Linked DNA regions of Mus musculus: all the other regions are linked to region 3. A link is a contact called in public Hi-C data. All regions are on one chromosome and are shown on one strand. The core of a region is the stretch at or near the end of the contact, and the rest is flanking DNA. Distances in the headings are between cores, read along the strand shown.

Evidence for each region. A called contact is a pair of places that touch in the nucleus more often than the background predicts.
Region 1: a contact with region 3 is called in a Hi-C map of cerebellum, with 3 times the contacts expected there. The contact joins two enhancer-like sites. A contact is called at or near these places in 2 of 15 datasets of contacts at CTCF or cohesin (pro-B cells and stem cell-derived epiblast-like cells), 76 of 484 Hi-C or Micro-C datasets (the AtT-20 cell line, the BV-2 cell line, the Ba/F3 cell line and 44 more) and 3 of 115 datasets of contacts at active chromatin or transcription factors (astrocytes, bone marrow-derived dendritic cells and embryonic basal ganglia).
Region 2: a contact with region 3 is called in a Hi-C map of cerebellum, with 1.5 times the contacts expected there. The contact joins two enhancer-like sites.

Annotation. Positions count from the first base shown.
Region 1 is chr11:93,810,662-93,814,428 of GRCm38.p6, forward strand. No RefSeq gene overlaps it. Among named protein-coding and RNA genes, the nearest start is that of Gm35148, 4.2 kb to the left of the region's middle. Within about 2 kb of position 1,955, at least 4 of the 459 cell types and tissues checked have an H3K27ac peak or open chromatin away from gene starts, as enhancers often do. A contact at or near this core is called in cerebellum, where this site is marked.
Region 2 is chr11:93,695,080-93,698,596 of GRCm38.p6, forward strand. No RefSeq gene overlaps it. Among named protein-coding and RNA genes, the nearest start is that of Gm35148, 110 kb to the right of the region's middle. Within about 2 kb of position 1,747, at least 3 of the 459 cell types and tissues checked have an H3K27ac peak or open chromatin away from gene starts, as enhancers often do. A contact at or near this core is called in cerebellum, where this site is marked.
Region 3 is chr11:93,153,721-93,157,524 of GRCm38.p6, forward strand. The region is part of intron 2 of Car10 (carbonic anhydrase 10); the gene reads left to right. Among named protein-coding and RNA genes, the nearest start is that of Car10, 57 kb to the left of the region's middle. Within about 2 kb of position 1,396, at least 2 of the 459 cell types and tissues checked have an H3K27ac peak or open chromatin away from gene starts, as enhancers often do. A contact at or near this core is called in cerebellum, where this site is marked.

The DNA.
Region 1 (3,767 bases), core at 705-3,204, 660 kb after region 3:
ATCCTATCGTGCTGAGGTGTTCTCTTACAGTCTTTTCAATGGCCTATGTGAACTTCTCACACAGACTCTGTGTGTGTGCGCGTGCGTGCGCGGGCGTGTGTGTGTGTGTGTGCTTGCTTGCTTGCTTGCTTGCTTGCTTTTCTCATTCTTCTTCTTACATTTGACATTATTGGACTCAATTCAACTTGAGTTAATAAATATTTACCAAGTACCCACTCTGGATTCCACACTGTGTATGGAACAGGTAAAGATGCCTAGCATAGCCGTTGCCCTGTGATGCTGTGGTTCAGGGTAGGAGTCAGACATTGAGCCGGGGAGATAAGACATGAATTAAACAGTCACCAACAGAGCCTGCGGTATAATTCAATCAGAGACTTTGCTTTTGGGGAAATGTGTTCCTAGAAATACAGAGAGACTACTTCATGGGGTTATATTCAAAATAAACATGTTGTGCATGATCCTAGGTGGTAGAATATTTAAATGAAAACAGATAATGCCTCTGTATTCTTTTTTTCTAGGTTCACATAAACCCTGGAAGTGCCTGTGATTACAATTAATATATCACCTTAATAAATAATAAAAAATACTAGATGCCTTAATAAAGTACAATGGTGACTTAATAAAACACCATGGTAACTTAATAAAGCGTCACACTGACTTACTAAAGCACCGCGATGACTTAATAAAAGACAATGATGACTCAATAAAGCACAGTAGTGACTTCATAAAGCATCCCGGGGACTTAATAGAGCATGATGACTTAATAAAACAAGAATGAGGACTCAATAGAGCACCATGATGATGTAATAAAACACCATGGTGACTTAATAAAGTACAGTGACGACTTAATTAAGCAACAATAGTGACTTATGAAGGCACGTGATGACTGTGGAGCCCCAACACTTTTTTACCACACAACTTTTGGTAGCTGTATAGTATGCCTTTATTCAAATAGACCATACCATCTTTAATCCATTATCACTAAACATCTTATTCTAAATACTGGCTTTTGTAATAACAGCAATGAAGACCTTCGTGCAGGCACACAGATGTACACGCAAATCTGATTATTTCTTCAGGACAAGCTCCATAGTTGACTGAAATGATGAGTCTAGAAGCAGAGACTATGTAGTCATTACACAAAGGCCATTTTCTTACTCTCCTGGCCACATACTAAACTACATTTCCCAGCCTCCTATGGGGTTAGGTGAGGCCATGCCGCTCATGTCTGGCCAGTAGAACAGAGTGAGCCTTGCTCAGCAAACCTCGCATGTGTGCTTCTACTTCTGTGTTCTCTCTCAGGGTTCTCCCAATCTGTGAGTTAGGAAAAAAAAAAATAGAGGAGACTCTAAAGTGTTGTACATGAGTTAGTGCCCTATGGAAAAGAGCTTTCTTCTTGCTGTGTCAGATCCTCCAGTGCAAGTATTAGATTAGAGAGGGAGCAGATGAACTATGGTGTTCCACCATGGCAGTTGACACTTCATCTATTCCAGCAGACAGTGAGAACTGACACAGGAGTAATTTCCCTCACTCCCCCACTGAGCATCGTGGGGGTTGGAAGTGCAGTCAGGGAGCCCTGGTGTTCCACCCCATTCATCCTTCGCCTATCTAGTTTCACCACAACAGCCCAACCAGGGCCAAGCCTTATTCTTCTCCCCAACCACAACACCAACCCCCAAGGCAGGGAGGGTTTCTCTGTGTAGCCCTGGCTGTCCTGGAACTCACTCTATAGACCAGGCTGGCCTGGAACTCAGAAATCCGCCTGCCTCTGCCTCCTAGATTCACCTTGTGGCCTTTGTACCTCAAAAGCCAATATCATTTTATTCCCCATGCAGCAAAACAAACCTACACGAGTCACAGGATAAAGAACTTCATAGATCACAGATAACCCACTGCCGTGGCACTGTGGCTCTCATCTTTCCATGGAAACTGCTGCGTCGTTTTGTCTCTGTGTGTCTTCCTTCAGGGAAGATGCTCAACATTCCTCTTGGAGGGTGGGGGCTGATTCATCATTGTGGTATGACTGCCATCTTGTGGCAGTGATGGGACAAAGCAGCAGGCATCTCCAGTAGGCAAATTAGAACCCCACAACACATCAGAAGTACCAGAACACATCCAAAGAACTCCAGCAAACGACTGGCCTTTGAAGCGTGCCAGGAGATGGCGGCCAAAGTCTAATCCCTTCCTTCCTTCCACTGTTTCTCGGAGCTCTTTTCTTTGCCCACCAAAAAGATAAAGTAATTAAAAGTTCCTGCTCGCTGTTTTGCATGGTGCAAATTATATGCTTCGGCGGTTATGTGCAAATAACGCTTTTATTTCATTATAAAAAATGATGCATGTGAGTTGTTTAAAAATTAAAACACCATTGAAACCTTTAAATCAGCCACAAATCACCCCCAAATATGGGAACTCTGAGCCAGTCAGCACGAGTGCTTAGTCACTCCAATAGCAGGGTACAAGTCTCTCTGTGTTACCCACAAGCTGAGAAGCAATGTTGGCTCTGGTGGTGTGACAGTAGGGCTCCTTCAGGCTCTTCACTTCCTACTTCATCTGAGACAAGGTAAAACTCCATGTATCTGGGGTTTTTTAATCTTGGAAACAGAGAGAGAGAAGAGAGACAAAAATAATGCAGGCTAAATACGGGCAACGATAATACAGAATAAACCACACTTCTTGTGATGTCATGAAGATGAATTCATCTGTAAAGACTGCGTAGTGCCTGGTACATGGGAACCCTTTGTTCCCCATGTACATTCCCATGTGTGTTCATCACACTGTGATGATGAATGGGTGAATAGGCACGTTTAGATAGAGGATGTATAACTAGTATTCATGAGAATAGGAAGAAGGAATCGATAGTTGTAGAGATACAGGGTTGAGTGGGAGGATCTTGTGGATTCCCAGGTGATCGGCAGTGTGTCTCCTGAATGGTTCTGACTTTCTGTCTGTTTTTCCCTTGCCACCAGAACATTGCCAAGGAGCCCACTTCCAGCTGTGATAGTTCTCACAGTCTCCACTCAGGAGGAACAAGGATGCTAACTGCCAACCAGAAAGGCGTCGAACGAAAAGAAAAACTCATCCAGTTGAGGGCAGATCACTCTTGGGAAATAGTGTTAGCTTTCACATCACACTGCCCCAGCTCCTCTTTCTCCTCTGTCACCTGTAGATACTGAATGACACATACCAAACAAAATGGTCAACAGTAGTAGGTAGAATAGAAAGGCCAGATCCAGAGAGCCACTCCCAGCCGATGCCCACACTGAGAAGCCAGTCAGGAAGAATTCTTGCTACTACCAACAGACGTTATGGTCCACAAGAAAGCACTTCCTCCCTTGTCCGTGCTCACAGGATGTACCTCAAATGGACTTGTCACCTCATCTTCTACATAGGTGCTATCATCCTCATTTTGCAGGGAGGTAAACTGAGACTTAGGAAGTCAGATACTTAACCAGAGGCATTCTGCTGGTATGCATGTGAGCTGGAGTGTAGACTCCAGTTTCAGGAATCTGACCAAAGTTCCTTGGAGCACTCACAGCAAACATGAGGCAATTAAGCCACTTGTTTGTTCCTTCCAAAACCCTTCAAGAAAATCTCACATCTAGCCCCAACCTTCATTTACTCTAGCCAAGAAATGCCAGACAGAAATTAGGAAGTCTAAAGTTTGCTTTAGAATGTCTATATCCTATAATAAGCAGAAAGTAGCATTAGACCCTTGTCCATCTAGAATCCTCAGAAAACTGAGGGGGGTCAGTAGGTAAGATGGCAGT
Region 2 (3,517 bases), core at 497-2,996, 540 kb after region 3:
AAATGAAGTTCAATCCTTTAGTGACTTCTGGCAGAAGCAAGAACTGCAAATTTGGCATTCCCCTGAATGTGAAAGTCATCTCAATGCACCTTCTCACATTCGGGGGAAGACCATGACTTCCCCTCTTTCCAAAGAGCTGAGACAGAAGTATAGTGTTCAGTCTATGCCCATCCGAAAGGATGATGGAGGATAATGAAGTTTAGGGTGTTCAAGGACACTACAAAGGTGAGTAGATTGGCAAGGTAGTCTAAGTGTACAGGAAGGAATACATCATCTACATTGAATGAGTCCAGCGAGAGAAGGCTAATGGCACAACCACAACCGTTCATGTGGGCATCCACCCCAGCAAGGTGGGCATCACCAGGCTAAAGCTGAACAAGGGCCACAAGATCCTGGAGAGGAAAGCCAAGTCCTGACAAGTAGGAAAGGACAAGGGCAAATACAAGGAAGAAACAATCGAGAAGATGCAGAGAAGAGACATCTCACGCACAGCTTTCATTAAAGTCTGCTTAAGTAAAAAATAAAATAAAATAATAATAATTAATAATAATAAACATATGTTGATGTAAAAGCAAAACACAGGGCTACTCATACAGATGGGCTATTTAGCATCTCTAGGTATTGTTTAGTATATGGAACTACTGTGGGAGTAGAAATGAGCCACTGGTCATATTATAGGCATCATCCCTTTTATCCTTTGAATCCTCATCCCAACTCTAATGATAACCATCCTCCCATTTCACAAAGGAGTCAACTGAGACCCAGAGAAGCTAAGCAATTTTCTCAGAGTCACATATCCAGTGCTGTCTGACCTTGAAAACCACTTTCTTTTCTCTCTTCTTACCTCTCTAAAGATCCCAGTTCCTCCACTGTGTTCAAAGAGAGCCTAGAGCTTGGGAAGGGTTTACAGTGCGGATCCCTTTGAGTCTCCTCCTTCAAGAGCATCCTAAAAGATCAGTACTTCTGGCAAGGTTCCATTATTAATTATAAGGGTGAGGAGTGAGCCAAAGAATTATGAAGGCTGAATGTGGCTTGATATCACCTTTGGGGAAACCATCAAGAATCCTTGAATAGCCTTGCGTCTGAACTATTCAGAAAGAGAGAAAGGTAGGCTTTCCCTCCCCAGGCAGCTGGGCTTATTTATCCAAGGATGGGTCAGCAGAAGGTCCCGAGAATGGGCTCTGCCTGAAGTCTGCAGGAGAACGTGGAGACAGGAGAGGTTAATGCTCACACAGAGGCATCGGGAAACCAGCCTAGGTGAGTTAGAAACTGGCCCAAGGCCAAACACAAAATACAGCCATAATTGGAGTCTTCCCAAGTAGAAAAAGGTTATTAGTGGAATCACATTAATCACGATGATGAATGCTGAGACCCAAGCTTTTTTTATTAAGTAAAAGACTCAAAAAAATAGAGTTATACGGACAGGAGGGTAGGGTTCCAGTTTGGCAAAATATAGTGAACCAAGAAGGAGAGCAAATATTTAGGATGCACTTTGAAAGCCCAAAACCTGCGATCACAAAGATCACACTCAAGCTGTTCATACAGAGATGCTTGCCAGAAAGCACAGGTGCTCACAGGTGCCCATCACAAGGCAGCCCAGAGCCCCGCGTACTGTAAGGGCAGCCAGGCCAAATTATAACACGGGGAGTAGGGATGAAGGGGAGGGGAAAATAAGGCGAGAACAGGAATCTTGCTGCCCATGATCCTCTGGGGTTGATGGTCCACCAAGGGCAGTGCCCAGGAGGGGTTCTCTAGGAACTCCAAGGCTTTAAAAAAAAATCCTCCATACCACTGTGGCAGACGGATAGTGCTAATAGAAGTTGGCAAACTGTTATTACACTGTTGAATGAATCAAAGTCAAAATGCATAGAGCAGAGCTTTGCCCCTGTGTTCAAGCCAACATGGATGAGGAATGAGAGGTGATGAAGGAGAGGCAGAAGAATGAAGAGGCGAAGGAAAACGAGAAAATGAGAAAGTGCCCGGGAGGCTTCTGGGGCCTGATCATCTTCATGGGCATGGAGTTAAGCTAGTGAGTGGTGAATGATCAAGCAAGCCTTTGCTTATCCCTGTCCACCCGCTAAATAGTTGTACAGCTGTGCCCAGATGTGGAAAGAGCTGTCCAAAAGATGAATGAAGTGAAAATAAAGTGGGGGGGGGGAATATTAATCTTAGGAAAGGCAACTTGTTCCAAAAGAAAATAAACAGCGCACTCTTAGCGCAAGAATGAAGAACACTGGAGTGTTTGCCAAAAGCAGCAAACGTGGGGTTTTCTATAGTTACATAATGCTAGAACCATATCGGGAGGGTACAAGAGATTTAGAATTCTCATCATCTCTCCATACTCCCTGTCTAAAAATGATCAATGAAGAGAGAGCTTGGTAGCCATATTTCTTAGAAGCCCAGAAGTAAATACCAAGAGAAAACAATTAAAAACTCAGGGTGATTCTGGAGAGATGGAAGATGGCTATGAAGCAAGAGCAGACTGGGCTTTTTTTTTAAAGTCTTCCAGCACTACTTGACTTTTTAAAGTATAGAAATGTACTACTTCAACAAATATATATATATATATGGCTTCTTCATAGGCTCCTTTGCTTCTGTCTAGTAATTTTAATTATAATAATAAATCTGTGCTAGATAGAGGGAGTCTATGGTATTAATGAGATGTGAAAGTCATTATCACCACCCAAAGTCACTGCAAAGACAAAACACCCCCCAGCAACCTGAACAGGGAGCAAGAGGCTTGTTTTCATAGTCTCTGGTGCCCAGAACAGTTTGACAATCCTGTCCCAGTTCAGAGTACTCAAGAGTGCAGTTCTCTCACCCAGTAAGAATCAGAGCCGGACTATGTCAGTCTTTTGTGCCACCAGGGGAATGAGGATTCAGTATAGGAGAAGGAGGCATGCAGTGGACAGCCAGACATAGAGCTGCCAGCTGATGTCATAAATAGCCCTCTTGAATTTGGCACTGGGGAAGAGCTCTGTCAATAAAGTGTTCATAAGGATCTGAGTTGAATGTCAGAACTTATGTAAAAACAAACCAGGGCATGGCGGCATACATTTATAATCCCAGCAGTGGGAGGCAGACACAGGGGGATCCCTGGTGCTCACAAGCCTCAGATCAATGAGAGACCCTGAGAGGCGGGAAGGGTGGACAGAGCCTTATGATACCTCTGGCTGCCACATATATGTGTGCCACATGCAATCATGGCTGTGCACGCACAAGTGAGCTTTCCTGAACTCATTGAGATAACTTCTAAGACAGACTGGGATTCTGGCCATTCAGATAGGAGCAGAGCCACGGAAAATGAATTCTATTATTGTTCTTGTGAACCTAGGTTTATTCCCCAAAACTATGACATGAAGAACTACAGACAAAACTTGAAAAGAAATACATGCACCACACCCACAATATCCTGCTCATGGCTTTCCTGGGTCCTCCAAAAGGCTCTGCAGTACATTGTGTAGCCCCTCCCCACCATTAACTCTCTGTCCTTAAATCTCACCCTCAGTGCTCCTTA
Region 3 (3,804 bases), core at 146-2,645:
AATCAATGAAGAAATAGAGGGACAAAGTAACCATAAAGAAGAAAGGTTAGCTGTGATGCCATCCTATAATGCATAACCAGGAAACATCAACAATGTACATTTGGGTTCAACTGAAAGAGGAAACTTCTGGAAACCAGAAGTAGATGTAATTGATTGAGTATTGCTGGGAAGGGTCCAATTCTCTGGGACCAGAATTGATCAAATTAATAAACAATTTAGTGGATGTCAATAAGGCTGATTGAAAATGAAGAATTTCAAACAGCCATAAATACATGAGCAATTTATTCACTCTTACTGGGGTTTGGCAGAGATTAAAACTGCAGTGGTATAGCATTTCAAACCATCCTATCAGCACACATTTTGAAATCTGATTGCATCAAAGGATGTGGCCAAAAGATTTGGTGATTTAAACTGTTGTAACTACCTTAGAAATATCTAGTTCATTGCAGGATAGGCATACCCTGTAATTCAACAATTCATTTTCTCATTCTCTATCCTAAGTTTCTTCTATATGAGATAGCTTAGTGTATAAACAATGAGGTCTACACAGAGGTACACAATGTAGCACAACAAAGAGTAGCTGAAAATATAGACTCTAACTCTGAGTATGTGAAATGGACAAATCAGTGGTCATATACCCAGTGGATTCCATACAACAGTTGAAATGTATGAACTGAACTGGTAAGTGAGAAAAGCAAGTTACCAAGAGAGCTAGGATGTGTATTATGTAACTTCAATAGAACTCCAAAATCAGTCTATGATGTTGTAAGTAGGGGGAGAAAGCACAAATACACGTGATTGGGCTGAAATTTGGAAATGCAGTACATAGAAATGGTGGAGAAGCAAACTATAGATCATACCTTCAAAAATGTGTTTAAAGATGGAGCTACTACCATATTTAGCAAATGACAACTTCTCTTCCATACAGGTGGTGGTGACATTGGTGTCTATTTTCCCATTGCCTGAATTATTGGTGTCTTATGTAATAATTATGTTTTTTTTTTTTAATTGAAAGATGACTGGGAAGAGAGATCAGTGGTTTAGTACTTGTGTCCAAGTATAAGGCCCTAGGTTAGGCCTCCAGCTTTGAAATAAATGAAAATAAGGAAATCAATTTCTATGATAGTTGATGAGGTGAGGGATAGAAGATTATATCCTCTGAGCCAGTTCCCATCTGTTTCATCTGGGATCAAACACAGAGGAGTAACCTGGAACTCTTGATCTCTAAGGATGGATACAAGAAGGCAGACCCAAAGACCTGAGCTCCCTGGTTATTGTATGAGCAAGACACATCCACAGATTCTCGTTAGCTCACCTTCATGACAACAGAAGGTTGGGTTCGTTAGTGGGATCACCTACCAAGCTCCAGAAAGGAAAAGTAGGTCAGAGGAAGAGTGGCAGATGGAGGGTAGTGAGCTCCTGAAGCTGTGCTGGAGACTCAGGTGAGCTCCTCTCCCATGTTCTAGCTCAGAATATGTCCATGTGCACTATCTCATGAGATAATCACGACACCCATGACATCAGCAAGGGTGTCCTGGACTTCAGAAGTGATGGGGTGAAAATTTAACAAATTAAGGGATTTGGGACATGAAGGTAATAAAAGACCCTGCTCTCTCTCCCTCTTCCTTTTCCTCTCTCTCTCTCTCTCTCTCTCTCTCTCTCTCTCTCTCTCTCTCTCTCTCTCTCTCTCTATCTCTAGACTAGAAACTGTAATCCTCCTGCCTCAACCTCATGATTACTGGGTGTGATAGCTGGTTTTATGTCAACTTGACACAAGCTAGAGTTATTTTAAAGGAAAGAATCTCAATTGAGAAAATGCCTCCATAAGATCTGGCTGTAAGTAATTTTCTTAATTAACAGTCAATGGGGGAGGACCCAGCCCATTGTGGGTGGGGCCATCCCTGGATTGGTGGTTCTGGGTCCTATAAGAATGCAGGCTAAGCAAGTCATTATAAGTAAGCCAGTAAACAGCACTTCTCCACGGCCTCTGCATTGGCTCCTGTGTCCACGTTCCTGTCCTGCTTGAGTTTCTGACCTGACTTCCTCCAATAAGGACTAGTGATGTGGAGATGTAAGCCAAATAAACCCTTTCCTCTTCAATTTGCTTTTTGCTCATGGTCCCTCACCATAGCAATAGTGACCCTAACTAAGACACCGGGACTATCTATTGGACATGCCTGATCCTAGTATTCTGATTGTATCTGAACACCAGGTTTACCTTTATTATGACACCTTTTAGCTAATATCTTTAGTATTTTGCTCTTTTGCTGCAGTGTTTGTATGGTACCTGTACATATATCCAACATGGTTGTGAAATGATAACACAGATGGTTATCAGAATGGAGATAGGGTAGTGGTATAAGAGCATAAAGAAGGAAATATACCAAGCCCCAGGCCAGAAAGAGAGTAGTATTGAATTAACTCACACTACAATGAGATAGAGGATATACAGGTTAACTGTCTGGTCAAACTGAGTTTATCAGAGTCTCCAATGAGGGAAAGCAACATCTTCTTGGACCTTAATTATAAAAAGGGAGAGATCATATTAACTTGTATACACCAAATGGGAATAGTTACAATTATGGTTTTTTTCCCCACTGTTCTATACTCAATGAACAACCTTTTCTCTGATATACACACCATAATTATGCTGGTTGTTTTTTCTGAATATAACACACACACACATGATGGAGCTCCTACTATATTTAGCAAAATGTAAAATGTCAACTTCTCTCTTGTCTTCCAAATAGGGGGTAGTGACATTCATGCCTCTTTTCCCATTGCCTGAATATATGTTGGTAGAGTGCACAAAACTCTGGGGTCAGTCCCAAACATTTCATAATTTAGACCCATAATTATGGCCCCTGTAATCCCAGCATTTAGGAGTAGGAGAATCAGAAGTTCAGGTCATACTTGGTTACACAGTGATTTCTAGGAAAGCCTCAACTACATGATAACCTGTTTCAAACAAACAAAAACCAGCCCCTTCACAAGGTGTTCTTTTTCTTACTCAACAATCTCTGAGACTCACCGATGTTATAAGAGGTCCTAATTATTCCTTGTTTTTAATTGATACATACCAGAGGTGTTTATATAGGTTTATGTTTCTTATGGATATAAACCGAGACTTGAGTCTTTGTTTCATCTTCTCTACTTGCCAGAAAAATAAGCCCAATGAAGTAATTTTGAAATCCAGTTTTCTCTCGTATGGGATGAAATACTCCTAATGAACTTGCAGGGGGTAGGGATTAAAGGAGGCACACATATGTTAGTCAGGGTCTTCTTGTGGAGCAAAACTGAAAGGATTAATATATATATATACATATAGGAAAATAATTTATTAAATCAGATTATGTTAAAATGATAACAATTATCTCCTACTTGAGAGGTTGAGAGTTCAACAGGAGGCTGGCTGCTTCAGCAGTCCTAATTTGGTGTAACAAACCTAGAGATTCCCCAGAGAGCTGCTGTTCCTTAGTCACTGATGGAATGCTAGAAAAGCTGGCTCTGGTATGAGTGAAGGAATGGGCTACAACAACTGGATATCAACTAGATGGGGCAAGAGAAGCAAACAAGAGGCAAATAAGCTTCCTCCTGTTTCATATGGGCTGCTACCAAAAGGAGCCTCCCACACCCCCACTCCACAGGAGTGGGTCTTCCGACATCTGTTAAGATGATCAGGACAACTCTTCAGGTGAGGCTCTCTACTCAGGTGAATCTAATTTGTGGCAAGTTGAAAGTAGAACCAAGCTTGCAGGTAAAGCTTGGAGTGCACCGGGTTCTGTAGAAAGGTAGTTATCTCTT